Regions from separate parts of the Gossypium hirsutum genome. Here region 1 is linked to region 2. Evidence: chromatin contacts called from public Hi-C data. All regions are on one chromosome and are shown on one strand. The core of a region is the stretch at or near the end of the contact, and the rest is flanking DNA. Distances in the headings are between cores, read along the strand shown.

The links. Hi-C and Micro-C count contacts between places; a contact is called where the count stands out from the background.
Region 1: a contact with region 2 is called in a Hi-C map of leaf, with 2.4 times the contacts expected there. The contact joins the promoter of LOC107888977 here to the promoter of LOC107888974 in region 2. A contact is called at or near these places in 3 of 34 Hi-C or Micro-C datasets (hypocotyl, leaf and petal).

Annotation. Positions count from the first base shown.
Region 1 is chrA09:59,122,203-59,129,434 of Gossypium_hirsutum_v2.1, forward strand. LOC107888977 (autophagy-related protein 8C) reads left to right here and starts at 2,100. Exons shown (of 6, transcript XM_016813256.2): 1 at 2,100-2,312; 2 at 2,403-2,465; 3 at 4,195-4,250; 4 at 4,345-4,397; 5 at 5,140-5,258; 6 at 5,349-5,592. The coding sequence starts at 2,429. The coding sequence ends at 5,443. It also overlaps the pseudogene LOC107888976.
Region 2 is chrA09:58,837,259-58,844,755 of Gossypium_hirsutum_v2.1, forward strand. It overlaps LOC107888974 (lysine-specific demethylase JMJ25), which reads left to right and starts at 3,067. Exons shown (of 14, transcript XM_041076092.1): 1 at 3,067-3,221; 2 at 3,920-4,491; 3 at 4,581-4,690; 4 at 4,777-4,876; 5 at 5,100-5,232; 6 at 5,318-5,381; 7 at 5,489-6,030; 8 at 6,121-6,185; 9 at 6,294-6,623; 10 at 6,866-7,210. The coding sequence starts at 3,946.

The sequences.
Region 1 (7,232 bases), core at 850-3,349, 280 kb after region 2:
AGCTTAAATAAAATTAAGCTAACATTGTTGTAAACAAGAACAAAGAACACATAGCAAACATTTTTGATTAAATTAAAGAAAAGAAAGATTAAACCCAAATCAAAGTGGCTCTGACTGATGAGACTCTTTCGCTTCTTCACTTTGTTCCTTTACTGATGGCTCTCCAAGGTGGCTGACCAAAGGCTCTTTACAAGGATTTAATTGCTAAAATCTCTATGAAGAGATGATTCTAGGTGTGGGGAATAGAAAATGCTAAAAGAATTGTGAGAGAAGAGAATGATGATGGATGAAGGATGATTGATGAGGGAATGAAGGGGTCTTATTTATAGGTGAAAAGAGGTAGGTAGCTTGCTAAAAATAACTGGGTTTAGTCTCTTCAAACTTCTCTTATGAGTGGCCGGCCACAATTAGTGAAATTTGAGCTGATTTTCACTTGATTTTTAAGCAATTTAAATTCCATAATAACTCAGGACTGAGACTCGGTCAAATGTAAATCTTTGGGCAAATCTCTAATTTCTTTAACAATGCAAGGACCTTATGTAATTAAAGCAAAAAGTGGTTTAAATGGACAGCCATGTGTAGCCAAATTTGGGTTGACTTGGTATTCAATTTAGATAGTTTTTGTAATCCAACAAAGCTACCAGACCTGTTGAAGGACCAAAGAATAAAACTTATCCAATTTAAATAATTAATTATAACCCAAATTATTAATGAAATATTTAAAATGATTTATTAAATACAATTTTATATTTTATTATTTAATTTAATCATGCATGACCCATTTTATGTCTTAAAAAATCTAATACGTTCAAATCAATATAAAATAAGCCATTTTATGCATGAAAACTATATAATAAAGCATAAAATCACATTTTAATAATTTCTATGTCCTAATTTCATATTTTCACATATTTCATTAATTTATTAAACAATTACTTAGTTTTAACAACGAATTTAAGTAAAAATTTGATAAATTACATAGGAAAAATCCTATATATTTTTTTCAGTTTACACCCCTGCACCTCGGAAAAATTTTGAAATTTTGCGAAAAAAATTCTGAATACCCGGTTTAGTCCCAACTTATTTCTAATGCATATTTTGGGGCTCGAGGGCTCATATAAGGGACGATATGATTCATTATGAATGGTTTCTGATATGAATGTTAAATAACATGAATTGTCTGTTATATATTCTGTAAATTCTGGTAATACTCCGAACCCTATGCTGACAACAGATACAGGTTAAGGGTGTTACAAATTTGGCCATTAATGTATGCATGTTTCGTTAAAGTGGCCCTAATTGTATTTTTGAGCCTTTTTTTGGCCATCAACCATTGTTCTTTTTTTCAATATGCTTTTTCTAATAGATTTAATGAATAAATTCAATGTTTCAATTTTTCTTTTCTTTTAAAAGGTTTCAATCTTTCATACGTTTGTCTACTGCGTAGTTTTTCTATCGAGTTAATTTTTTTAGATAATTACATTTATTTTCTTTAAATTAAGATTTTTTTAAATTTAATTTAATGTATTATTTATTTATTTTATTATTTTTCACATGTAATTATTTATTGGGTTATCTAAGTAATAAATTACATCTTATTAAAAATATTTTACATATAAAATTCCACATCATCCCAATTAACTTTTATAACGGTACTTTCATTAAATCTGTTAGAAAAAGCAAATTGAAAAACAGAACAAAAGTTGATACTAAAAAAAGACTAAAAAGTAAAATTAGGATTATTTTAACAAAACATTCAAACGTTAGTGGCCAAATTTATCATTAAGCCTTAAAAATATTATATTATATTATAGATTATAGATATAAATTATAGATAATTAAAAAACTTTATAAAGAAAAAATAATAATACTGATTTAGCTGTAAAAAATGTTAAAAATATATTTAAAAAACAATAAAAATACATAACAAATCAACTTCATTTGTTAAAATTTGTTAGACTATAATCCCATAAATAAACCAAACCAATCCACTCGTCCTTCATGCCAGCACATTCGGAGGGTAATTTCAACTAGAATGTCTGAAACGACATCGTTTTCATAAGCAAACTCTGGTAAACCAGGACTAGATTAAGAGATTCCTTTTTACCGCGGGAAAATCCAATTAGCATTGCTTTCGTGTTGGCTTCGAATTAAATCCCTAAATAGTTTCCTTCTCGCTTGAAAAATCTGTCCTTTCTATCTAACTCAAATTGGAACAAACCCTTTTTCTAATTATCTCTATCAATCAATTGGGTTCTTGTTTTTAATTGAAACCCTAATTTCTTAAAGCCTCCATTGTTTTTTTTTTCTCGGTACTTTTTTTCGCCCTTTTCTGTTTTGTCTAATTTAGAAAAAAAAGGATTGAATTTTTCATTGATGTTTCGATGTTTTGAAATTCGCAGTGGATAGTCAAGGATCAAATTTAGCAATGGCGAAAAGTTCCTTTAAGCTTGAACATCCTTTGGGTGAGTTTCATTGATCCTCTTCTCTTTTTCATGATTTTTTTTGAACATTCTGCTTCATTGAATTAATTTTTGATTTAGGTATTCTTTAAATTTTGTTTAAATATACTTTTTGTTTTTATTGATTAGTGAGGCTTAGTCAGATTCTGCTAAATCTTGGGTGCAATTGGGCATTCTTTGTCCAATGTGTGAGATGTTGAATCATTATATTGATAGTCCTAAATTACCTTGATAAAGCTATTGCAAATTTTGAAATGAGCAGAACATGATGATGAATAGAAGTTTGCTTGTATTCTATGTTCTGCTACTGTCTTCTTTGGTTTGCTTTTTTAGGTTATTCCTTTCATTGTTGGTAATGAAATTTGATTGGAACCATTGGTATTTGATTCTTTATTTCTCTCAACATTGCTTAGCAAAGGATTTTTTTAAGGTTAAAATATGCTGTTAGTCCCTTTACTTGTATTAAATTTGAGACTTAATCCCTGTACTTTAAAAGTTAAAAATTCAATCCTCCTTTTTCAATTTAAAAAATTCTAGTCCCATCATTATTGTCATTGGTAGTTTCTGTCAAAATTTGTCAATTTAACATGTTTACTTTTTTTGTCAATCATATGCCACCTCATATGAAGACACCCTAATAAAAATTCCCTAGAAAATTTTTGACAAAAAATGCTTACAATTTTAATGACTGGACTGGGATATTTAAATAAAAAAAAGTAGGACTTAATTTTTAAATACAAGTACTATATCTCAAAATTTGTCAAAGTACAGGAACTAACAACTTATTTTAATCTATTTTTTATTGCACTTACATTGTTTAGGCTAATGTACTAAGAATAACCCTTGAACTAGTACACTTTTTCATGTAAGCTCTTATGTTTTTTTTTTTTTTTTTAAAAGAAATACTAAATAAGCTCATACACTTTTATTTTTATTTGAAAGTGTTGAATTTAACTAAAGTAAAAAAAGGAAAAAAGGAATTTCAAGCTAAATTGCTAATCTGACAGAATGAAATAATCAAATTTGTTGATTTGGTCAAAATCATTAAAAAAAATTGCATCCTTTTTGTTTCAGTTTGAGGCTTCACAATTTTATTGATTATAGAAGATTGAATCTAAATATCTATCTATGTGATTAAAACTAGTTTAACCTATTAAAATTAAAAAATATATATACTAAGATTCAATATTGACAGCTGAATATCTCATGAACAGTGGTTGTAACTTGGTATTTGGGTTTCTCCAAAAAGAGTTTTACTTTTAGTAAGGGCTTACATGAATAAATATCAAAGTATAGGACTTATTTAGTTATACAAAAACATAAGGGCTTATTTAAACAAAGCGTACTAGTTTAAGGCCTTCTTTAGTACATTAGCCTTTTAGCTCTATAATAGAAAAAACAAAAATCGAATATTGATAACTTAATATCTCAAGAATATTGATTGTAACTTGGTATTGAGTTTCTCTGATAGTATTTTTAGTTAAAACTAAGGGTTTACATGAATAAAAATAAAAGTTTAGGAGTTATTTAGTTACCAAAAAAAACATAAGAGCTTGTTTGAACCAAGTGTACTAGTTTAAGTCTTTTTTAGGATTAGCCTTTTAGGGTTATATTGTATAGGAATGGATGGTATAGTTGCAGCATCCTCATTTCCTTTGCTTGTCTTGCTGCTCTTATTCTCCCATCCGATTAAGCTAATTAAAATTTCGTTTTACTTGTTTCCAATTCTCAGAAAGGAGGCAGGCTGAATCTGGTCGCATCAGGGAGAAGTATCCAGACAGAGTTCCTGTTAGAATATTCAAGCCGCTATCTTCCCTTTCTGCTTAATAATTTTCGTCCTGCATCACTCTTTTAATATTCTTCTATACTTGCAATCATGCAGGTTATCGTGGAGAAGGCTGAAAGGAGTGACATTCCTGACATTGATAAAAAGAAGTTAGTCACGTTTGACCATATTAAAGTTTAAATTTTCATTTTCTGTCACACTTTTTCGTTGTTTTAATTTTCCTGAGACTGTTATCTAATCTTTGCTATGCGTCTAAAGGGTTAAACCACATGGAGGGTCCTTATAGGCTTAGGAGCAAATTAGTCATACTATAGAAGTGACCAATCTAGTTTTTGTACATTTAAGAAAATGGATCGTAAATGCCAGTAGAGTAACATCAAAAAATGCCAACTTGTATTTTAAAGTGACGTGAAAGAAAATGAGCAGTTTATTCCGTTTTTCATGCTTTAAAAATGTTTAATTTTGATTTTTCTTTTCGCGTTACTTTAAAACACAAGTTGGCAGTTTTTAACTCATTTGAAATTTTGTCCTTTTTGCTTCAAAGTTAAATGTACAAAGACTAAGGACTAATTCGCTCATCTTTATAGCAGAGACCCTGTCTATAATAGTACAAGGACCTTCTAGTAGTTTTAACTACTTGTAAAGTCTCCTGCTAAGTTGTGCAGGAAGGAAATCGATTCTAATGAAACATCGGTAGAGCAATGCTTAACTATTCTTATTCAGTCTGTTATTTGCCAAACTTGGTTTCTAGTGAATTGATGTTTTATGTCATTTATTTGCTGAAGCTTAATGGGGGGTATTTTTCGGAGAACCGAACAAGATATACGACTTGTTTACTGGTGACTGTTTCTGGTTTTCTTAGTACATATTCTTGTTTGATTATGGATTCAGGTATCTTGTTCCATCTGATTTGACTGTGGGGCAATTCGTTTATGTTGTACGCAAAAGGATTAAGCTTAGTGCGGAGAAAGCTATATTTGTCTTTGTGAAGAACACTCTCCCTCCTACTGGTTAGTGATAATATATTACTTTCAAGTGTCATAACATGTTACAATTTTGTTTAGTGTGAGGTTGAATTTGGTTCTTTTATTTGGTTGCAGCTGCTTTGATGTCTGCAATTTATGAAGAAAACAAGGATGAAGATGGCTTTCTGTATATGACTTACAGTGGAGAGAACACATTTGGTTCCCCATAACTTCTTTAGCACTACGCTATTATCAATCTATGTAAATGGCTAAAAGGGAAAGGCGTAAATTCTCAATGGTTCCACTTAGGCTATGGTTTCTGTTCTTGACGATGAACTTGGAATTTTATTTTCTTAATGGAAGAAATTAACTTTATCAATGATTATTAAATTGTATTTTTATGTTTTAGTTTAATGTTTTTGAGTACTTGAAATTATTTATATATAAGACTTGGTATGTATGTAAGTTCAGAAATGCACATAAAACTATATTATACGAATAATGTTGCACAGAATGTTTTATGTATTCCTACAACATTAATTTACAGAAGAATCAAATGACATGAGAAAATTAGCCATTGAAATCGATAAAAAATTAGCAATAACAGAGAGGGCTTATGCAGAATGATAACACCAGCACCAGCATACATTTGAAGCAGGAAATTATTATCCAATCATGGCATCTACTTGTAACTTTAGGGTCAACAACCATGGATAAAGCTTCTACTAAGTCCATCGTTTGCAAGCAGAGAAGACAAAACCAAACAAGTTGGCTTTGTCTAATCCAATGCTACTAACCAAACAAGTTGGCTTTGTCTTCTTTTTGCAGATGATTGGTATATTAGAGCGTATGGTCAAAGGTCACGGAGGCAGAGCTATTTGCTTAGTGTCCTAAGGGAACTTCTTAGTTCCTACATATCTCTGCATGACAAATTTGAAGCCACCATTGACTTTAACTAGCTTATTCCAGATCAATCCAAATCCACGGGACCACAGCCATGTAGTGACTTTCTTAGAAATTTTATGATCAGTTAAGTCTGCATCAACCTTAAATCATGAAGGTTGCAAGCAACCATTGATCATTTTAATGTACTCTGAAAATCATATATTAAGCTTTGAATATCTGCAGGCAAACATGGCAATGGATCTTTCATGGCAGTTTTTATTCTCTTCTTTAGTTACAGCATTCCATGTTACTGTTACCGTTGCTCAACAACAGCCTCTACGCCATTTTTGTATAAACAGCACTGGTAACTTCACCAGCAACAGCACTTACGAGACAAACCTCAATCAACTGCTTTCATCTTTCTCCCTCAACACACCAAATGACAGGGGCTTCTACAATTTTTCATCTGGCCAAGGCTCCACCATAGCTAACGCAGTTTCATTTTGCAGAGGGGATTTGAACTCAAGTGATTGCTTTAACTGCATCAATGACGCATACCGAGAGCTCAGAAATCGCTGCCCTTACCGAATAGAGGCGATTATATGGTATGACTATTGCACGTTCCGCTACACAAATCGCTCCATTGTTGGTGTCAGGGATGTCGACCCTCATTTCTTCATGTGGAATTCAAATAACGTGTCGAATGTAGATGCTTTTAATCAGGCCTTGGGTTCCTTAATGGAGAGGCTAAGAGATGTCGTTCAAGTGGGGACTTCCCTTGGAAAGTTTGCGACAGGAAGCATACAAGTTACACCTTTTCAAACAATATATGCGCGTGTTCAATGTAGTAATGATTTGAAACAATATGATTGCCGATCTTGCTTGTCGCTGGCCATTGTTTATATACCGCGTTGCTGCGACAGCAAACAAGGAGGCAGGGTATCTCTGCCTTCTTGTAACTTTAGGTTTGAGATTGTACGCTTCTACAATAGAACTTCTGCTGATATAGACACAAACGATACCACAACAACAGCATATCCATCTTGGCTGTTGCTTTTGCTGCACTACTCATATCCAATGTCATCTGCATCATTTTACGGTTTAGGAAGCGAAATCTGAAACGTCAAAGTAAGT
Region 2 (7,497 bases), core at 1,817-4,316:
TGAGATGCCTTAGCCTTCACGTAATGATTATCTCCCTTAACTGCCCCTATGTTCTGGCCCTTCCCCTTCTTCTGGCGTTTAACTATCATCCAAGATCCAAATGACTCCTCCTCCACCCTTCATTGGAGCCTCGTTTTCTCCTTAATTGGATCAGTAAAGACTATTTGACCTTCCGACTTCTTAACACTTGAACACAAACACGCTCCATTGTCATACAAGCCACGCTTGAAACACACATTTGGTGATGCCTCACATTCAATTCTTTGAAGTCAACCATTAGTCTTGATTTTTTACACTAATGGCTTCCTCAAATCAATACACACATCTAGATGAGTAAACCTTCCCCACCAGGCCCTATCCGTGTGCTCGTCAATTTTCACCACGATAGTCCAATCATACGAAGGAGGAAATCAGAATAATATCCTTTTGGCAGACCCATAAGCCTTATCCACATCACCTGAACGTCCACCTCATCATGAGTCGTCGAAAACTCTGGCGACCAAGGCCGAATAGACAAATATCACCTAAAAATTACCCACAGATCACCCGTCAAAACCTTGTTGACATTCTCATCATCTTGAAACCTCACAAGAGAGAAATCATTCTCCAGATCCAAGAGTTGTACAGGGTTTCTAGGACTCCACATCAAAGAAATCTTATTCAATAATGCATTGAAGCCAACTATCCCACCCAACAATTTGACGATAACAGTCCTCGTCGTTTTCCATTTGATATATTGATGGTCACTAAACTAACTAAAATTACAATAAAGGCAAGTGCATCTATCGAATAATAGTATAGCTATGGCGAGTCAGGAATATCATATCCACGAGGACTAAAAGTACTAGTAATGACTATTTTTCTATTATTTAGCCGATAAATTAATGGGACTGATTTTAATTTAAAATTAACTAACTAATTACTAAGAACGCAACAAAGAATGAATTAGGAAAATATTTGAATAAAACAAATGAGATAGACAATACCCAGGAAAGAATCCACCTAGACTTCACTTATTATTTTGAATATGAATTAAATGATTTATTCACTTGCGCCTTGATCCGTAGAAATCCCTAAATTATGTTAACATCTCTTTCGAGAGTAAAAATAACTGACTCTAAGTTGATTAATTGAAATCTCTTTCTAATTAAAACCCCTATTGTCGCATTAACTCGATCTATGGATTCCCATATTAGATTTGACTCTAATCCGGTAGATTTATATCGTCCTATTTCTAGGATTGTATGCAACTCTACTCAATTATGCTAGATCTACTCTTAAATAGGGACTTTTGCTCTACTGAAATAAGCACATTAAACATGAATTAATATCCTAAAATATTAAAACATGAAATAAGTATACATAATTGAGAACAAGAATCAAGTATTTATCATGTAATTCAAAAATGAAATAATAAGATTCATATAGGTTTCATCTTCCCTAGGTATCTAGGGAATTTAGTTCATAATATGCAATAACATTATCTCAAAGTTAGGAAAACAACAAGACATAAAGAAACCCAAATAAACTTTTAAAGAAATTGAATGGAGGTCTTCAATCTTGAAGGAGATTTGCTTCTGAAATAAATCCGATGGCGTTCTTCGAGTCTTTTCTTCGTTCTTCTCTGCGTGCCCTTCAGGTACTCTTCTAGTGTGTATTTATAAACTTTAAAATGCTCAGAATCCCTAAAGATTGGCTTTTTCCGCTTAAAAGAGAAACATAGTGCGAAATCAACATAGGCTGGTACATGGGCGTGTGCCCAACTCGTGTGGAAATGTCTTGGCCGTGTGGATCATGAAAACAGCTCTTTTTATCCGATTGGCCCCTTTTTTGCTCCTTTCACTTCCCTATGCTCATATAACTATAGAAACATGAATTTAAAGGATTAGGAGCATCAAATTCACTAATTTACATAATAAATCATCCAAAAATGCATCAAGAATGAGATTAAAAATATATTACTTTTATGGTTTATCATATACTTATAGACGCAGTCCGAGAATGTAATCGATGGAATACCGTCCACCATTTTTGTTACCACATCTCCATCAGGGAGTTCAAAATCCTCCTCCATGCCAACGGGTTGATTAAGCCTTGTGGAAGACCCCATTAACGTGGATTTGTACGGCGCCCTCACTTGGTATGCATTATGTACTATTTAACCGTTTATGTCCACCGTTGGGTCGTCTAGATCCAATGGAAGATCCGACCATCGACGAACCTTATTCTGTCACCCTACCAACTCCACTATTCGACCCTAAAGGATTACCGCCCACTATAAACTCCGACGTAGGCAATGTCTCATTCCCAAAAGCCATTAGCATTACTTTCCAACGATTGCTCTTATATTCTAATTATTGTTTGACTCACATTTAAAAATAATTTTATATTATAAGTCTAATATTTTATTAGATTGATAGTGAATAAATTTTATAAGGAATCAAATAATATTTAACAATAAGATCTCAATCATGTGCTCAAAATCGATTTTTAAAATTATCTCTTTTAACTTTAAATAATAAAATTCTTCTGATTTAATTTAAAGCATTTTAGACATTTTTATTTGTGAATTATTATTCTATACATTGTTAAATGTAATATATAAAAAATTACAGGAAGGTTTAGTGACGTATATTCTTACCAACTATCATATATTAAAAAAAATGAAAAGACACATTAGGATAAATAAAAATATTTAAATATCTTAAAAATAAATAAGTAATATTTAATATTAAATAATTTTTTTAAAAATATATTAATATTAAGTTATGGTTATTTAAATTATTATAGATTAAATAAAAATAAATTTTTTTAAGGAAAATAAAAAAAATCATCTGAAATCCAATAAAGATATCTATTTAGAAGAGAAAAATTTATATTTAAAAAAATTTATGTGGTTCTAAAGGACGTGGGTTAAGAAAACCTGATTTCAAGTACATTAAAATATATTATTTTCCTAAGAAGCTACGAGGAGATAAGGGGAATATTAATTGTATAAATATAAACTATAAAAAATATATATATCTATCTGGCCCCACGCTCGTCGGGTATAAATAAACAAAACGCAGCTTTGGGATAGGCTGATTTTCTCATTCTCTGTTCTCTTTATATATAAAAATTTAAAGAAAATTTGGATCAACGATCTTTGAAAGAGATTTTTGGGCTAATTATATAGTACATTTAATTGATTCGACTCTTTGAATCCACCATATTTCCATCAGGTAAGTCTAAGTCTTCTTCGTCTTCTCACTCTTTGATTCATATTTTACGTTTAATTTCGTTCAAAACAATATCTCTGTTTCTTTTCCTTGTGATTCAAGAATGTTCGCGGTGATTTTTTTTCTTGATTTTTTCCTTTTTTTCTGTATTTAGATGAAAATTAATCCTAAAATTCAGTTGACTTTATCTGAGCCAATGCTGCTGGTTCTAATATCTGCATCGGTTTTATATTTCAATGGATCATGAAGTTTTATCGATGAATTTGTTGTAATTACTTTCCGAATTACTTGCGTTTCAAGATTATTCGTTGTGATTTTGTTGATGTTAGGTTTCGTGTTAATTTTCTGCGTTTTTAGATGAAAAATTCATCCTAAAATTCAGTTGACTTGACCTGAGTCAACGTTGCAGGTTTCAATATCTGGATTTCTTTTATTTCAATTGATCGTAAATTCTTATCCTGCGATTTATTGTTATTAATTTGAGCTGATTTTTTTCTTTAATACATTTAATTCACCGACATATGAGAGGTATAATGCTTGGAGTTTTTTTCTTTTTTATAATTAGGTATACAAAACTTATGCTGTTTGCTTGAAATTAGGCTCTTTTCTTCTTCGTTTTGTGATTTCTGTTATATAAACAGGGATGCCAAGTCTTTAAAGTTTTATCACCATTTTTTTGCTATATAATGAGGTCTTTGCAGGTTCTGATAAATTATAATCTTTCTCAATGGCGGCGATGATTGCAAAGCGAGAACGACAGAACTGTAATACTGGTCAAAGTAAGCAGATAACCTTAAATTCATGGCCTGCAACAAAGAAAAGAATTCCCATGACAGTGCATTGTGGAAATAAAAGGGCCAAACCTGAAAATAAGGGCAATGCGAAGCAATTGTTAGCAAGGAAAAAGAATCAGTCAAAGAGACAAAAGCTAAGTAAGGATTTTGAATTCTTAGAGGATGAGAAAATTCCCAAGGCTAAGAGACATTGTAATGGAATAGCCAAGACAGCTACACTGGATGAAGAAGAATTGGATGAATGGGAGGAGGAAGCTATCGTGTTTATGAACATGAAAGACCGGCGCAAAAGCCGAAATTTTGACAGTGTGATGGTTGAAAGAAGGCCTAAGGAGATTACGAGGAAACTTTCTGATCATATAGTTACTTCATTGTCTGATTCTTCATCTTTGTCCTCATCATCATCTTCAGGCTCTCCAGTTTCACATTTGGAAAGTGACTTTAGCAGCACTGACAGATGCAAAAAGAACAAAGTGAAGGTATTTTATTTCTTTTTAGTCCGATAAAGATTATTCAATTTGATATTCATTTTCCTGACTACAATTATGAGAAATCTTGCTTTAAACAGGGCAGAAGAAAATATGTGAAGTGTCACCAGTGTATGACTGAAGAAAGGACCATTGTTCCCTGCATGAAATGTAAAGAGAAAGTGTATTGCGTCAATTGCATCAGACAATGGTAACATGCTCAACCTAATAGGCTTAGATTTTTTTATTTCTAATACACTTTGTTTCTCATTTATTGTTACTGTTGTGGTGCATTAGGTATCCCAATATACCAAAAGAAGAAATAGCAAAGCAGTGCCCATTTTGTTGTAGGAATTGCAACTGCAGCATCTGTTTGCACTCAAGTGGATTAATTAAGGTCTACTTTTCTCTTTAAATAAACTATGACTAAATCATATAATGGCCTCAGATTTATTCTTTTGGAAAAACTGTCTATTGAGTAAAAGATTTTACCATGGTGGTGCTGTGAGTGAAATCTAATGTTTTTGCTTATGAGGTTGATTACTTATTTCATCAGTACCGGGCCATGAATATTCCAATGAAATTGTCACATAATAATTTTCATTCTGCTTAATCCACAGACATCAAAGAGGGACATCACATATCAGGAAAAGATTAAGCATCTGAAATACTTGATTGAGTCAATGCTTCCCTTCCTTATACAAATATGCAAAATGCAAAAGCAGGAGATAGAAATTGAGGCAGAAATTCAAGGTTTGAGCTCTTCTTTTCTTTTCCCTTTTTTACCAAACTTCAGCCGCAACTTCTCTCTGGTTCTTACAAAAGGTTCTCTGTTTAGAGTTGCTGCCTTCTGCAGTTGACATACCACAGACTCTTTGTTATAGTGATGAGCGTATCTATTGGTAAAGCATTTCTCTTTCTATAAGCATACAATTTATCTTGTGATTGTACTATTGTTCACTAGTTCTCAATTTATCTTCACCTCCACTTTTTCATCTCTTTGGAACAGTAACCACTGTGCAACTTCCATCTTTGACCTTCATCGTAGCTGCCCAAATTGTGCATATGAACTTTGTCTTCGTTGTTGTCAAGAAATTCGGGAGGGAAGGCTTTCTAGCCGTGATGAAGTTGCATATGAATACAGGAACAGAGGTTATGATTATATTCATGCTGGCGACCCTTTACCAGGATCTTATCTAAGTGAAACAGTGAAGGATCGAACTAAGCGATCAATTCAATGGAAAGCCAATAGTGATGGAAGTGTTACTTGTCCCCCCAGAGAAATGAATGGTTGTGGTGATTGCAGATTGGAGCTAAAATGCATCTTTCCAGTTGGATGGATTTCGGATTTGGCGGCAAAGGCTGGGGAAATGTTGCGCGCCTGCAGAATTAGACAAGGAATATTGAAGCATAAATGTGCTGTAAAAGGCAGAGATACATTACATCACAGGGTTTCTAGAGAAGGAACCAATGACAATTGCTTACATTCCCCAACTTCATATGACATTCAAAAGGAAGACCTTTCTCACTTTCAAATGAAATGGGCTAAAGGTGAACCAGTTATTGTTCGCAATGCTCTTTCAAATTCAACTGGTTTAAGTTGGGAACCAATGGTAATGTGGCGAGCTTTATGTGAAACAGAGGATTTACATACTAGTTTGGAGATGTCTGAAGTTAGGGCTATTGATTGTCTAGCGTGCTGTGAGGTTAGTTCTGTTCTCTCCTTTTAGCTTTTAAGCCACTTTCTTTTTCTTTCTCATGCATTCTTTTCACGGCTACATTATATTTGAAGTCTGATTTTGCAATATATACAGGTGGGGATTAATACTTACCAATTTTTCAAAGGCTATATGGAAGGAAGAAGTTATCATAACTTCTGGCCAGAGATGCTAAAGTTAAAGGATTGGCCGCCGTCTAATAACTTTGAGGATCTTTTGCCTCGGCATTGTGATGAATTTATAAGGATATTGCCATTTCAAGAATACACTGATCCTAGGTCCGGTATCCTTAACCTTGCTGTCAAGTTGCCAGCTGGTGTCCTGAAACCAGACTTGGGCCCAAAAACATACATTGCTTATGGGATTTCACAGGAGCTTGGAAGAGGGGACTCAGTCACCAAGCTTCACTATGACCTGTCAGATGCGGTATGCCTTAATTAGCCAAAAGAAATAGCAGCCAAGTATTCACTATATTTTGTTTATCCTGCACATTATATTTACACATCAATCATAAGAATATCAAAATATATTGTCTAGCTTTTAATCCATCACGAAGTCATTATAACAGAGCCTAGTGTTCAGATATAGAATTCTTTGTTTTCTACCTCATTTGGGTACTTGGTATAATATCTTCTGACCTTTTTGTTTTTTGTTATTAATTGGTGTAGGTAAATATTTTGACACATACTGCAGATGTAGCCTTAGGTGAGGAGCAGCTTACTGCAATAGAAAAATTGAAAATGAAACACAAGGCACAGGATGCAAAGGAAAGTTTAGAGAGAGATAGAGAAGACAAGCATCCAATTAATGAAGGCAGAAAAGGAATCACAGATCAGAATCGGTACTCGGATAATAACATAGATGAGCTCAGAGCTAGAAATTCAGGCCACTCAAAGAACACAGGTGGTGCGCTTTGGGACATTTTCAGAAGGGAGGATGTTCCTAAACTGGAAGCTTATCTTAGAAAGCATTCTAAAGAATTCAGGCATATCTATTGCTCCCCAGTTGAAAAGGTAATCTATAAGAATTGAATATATCTTTTAGTTAGCAGTTGAGCTTATCTTTTCTCGTTAAGAGTGAAAAGAAAATTGAAGAGTAAAGTAAAAAGGATTAAAACAAAACACTTCTTTCCATTGGTGCACTTGATAGGAATGCTGGAAAAATATAGAGAAATTAATTTTTTACAGTCCATTGCTTGATGGAATTGAAAAATGAAAGACTTACATTTTCTGTCCTTTTTATAAATGAATCTCTTATTTGCTTCTCACTTTTTTCTTACCAAAGCACATTGAAAGAAACA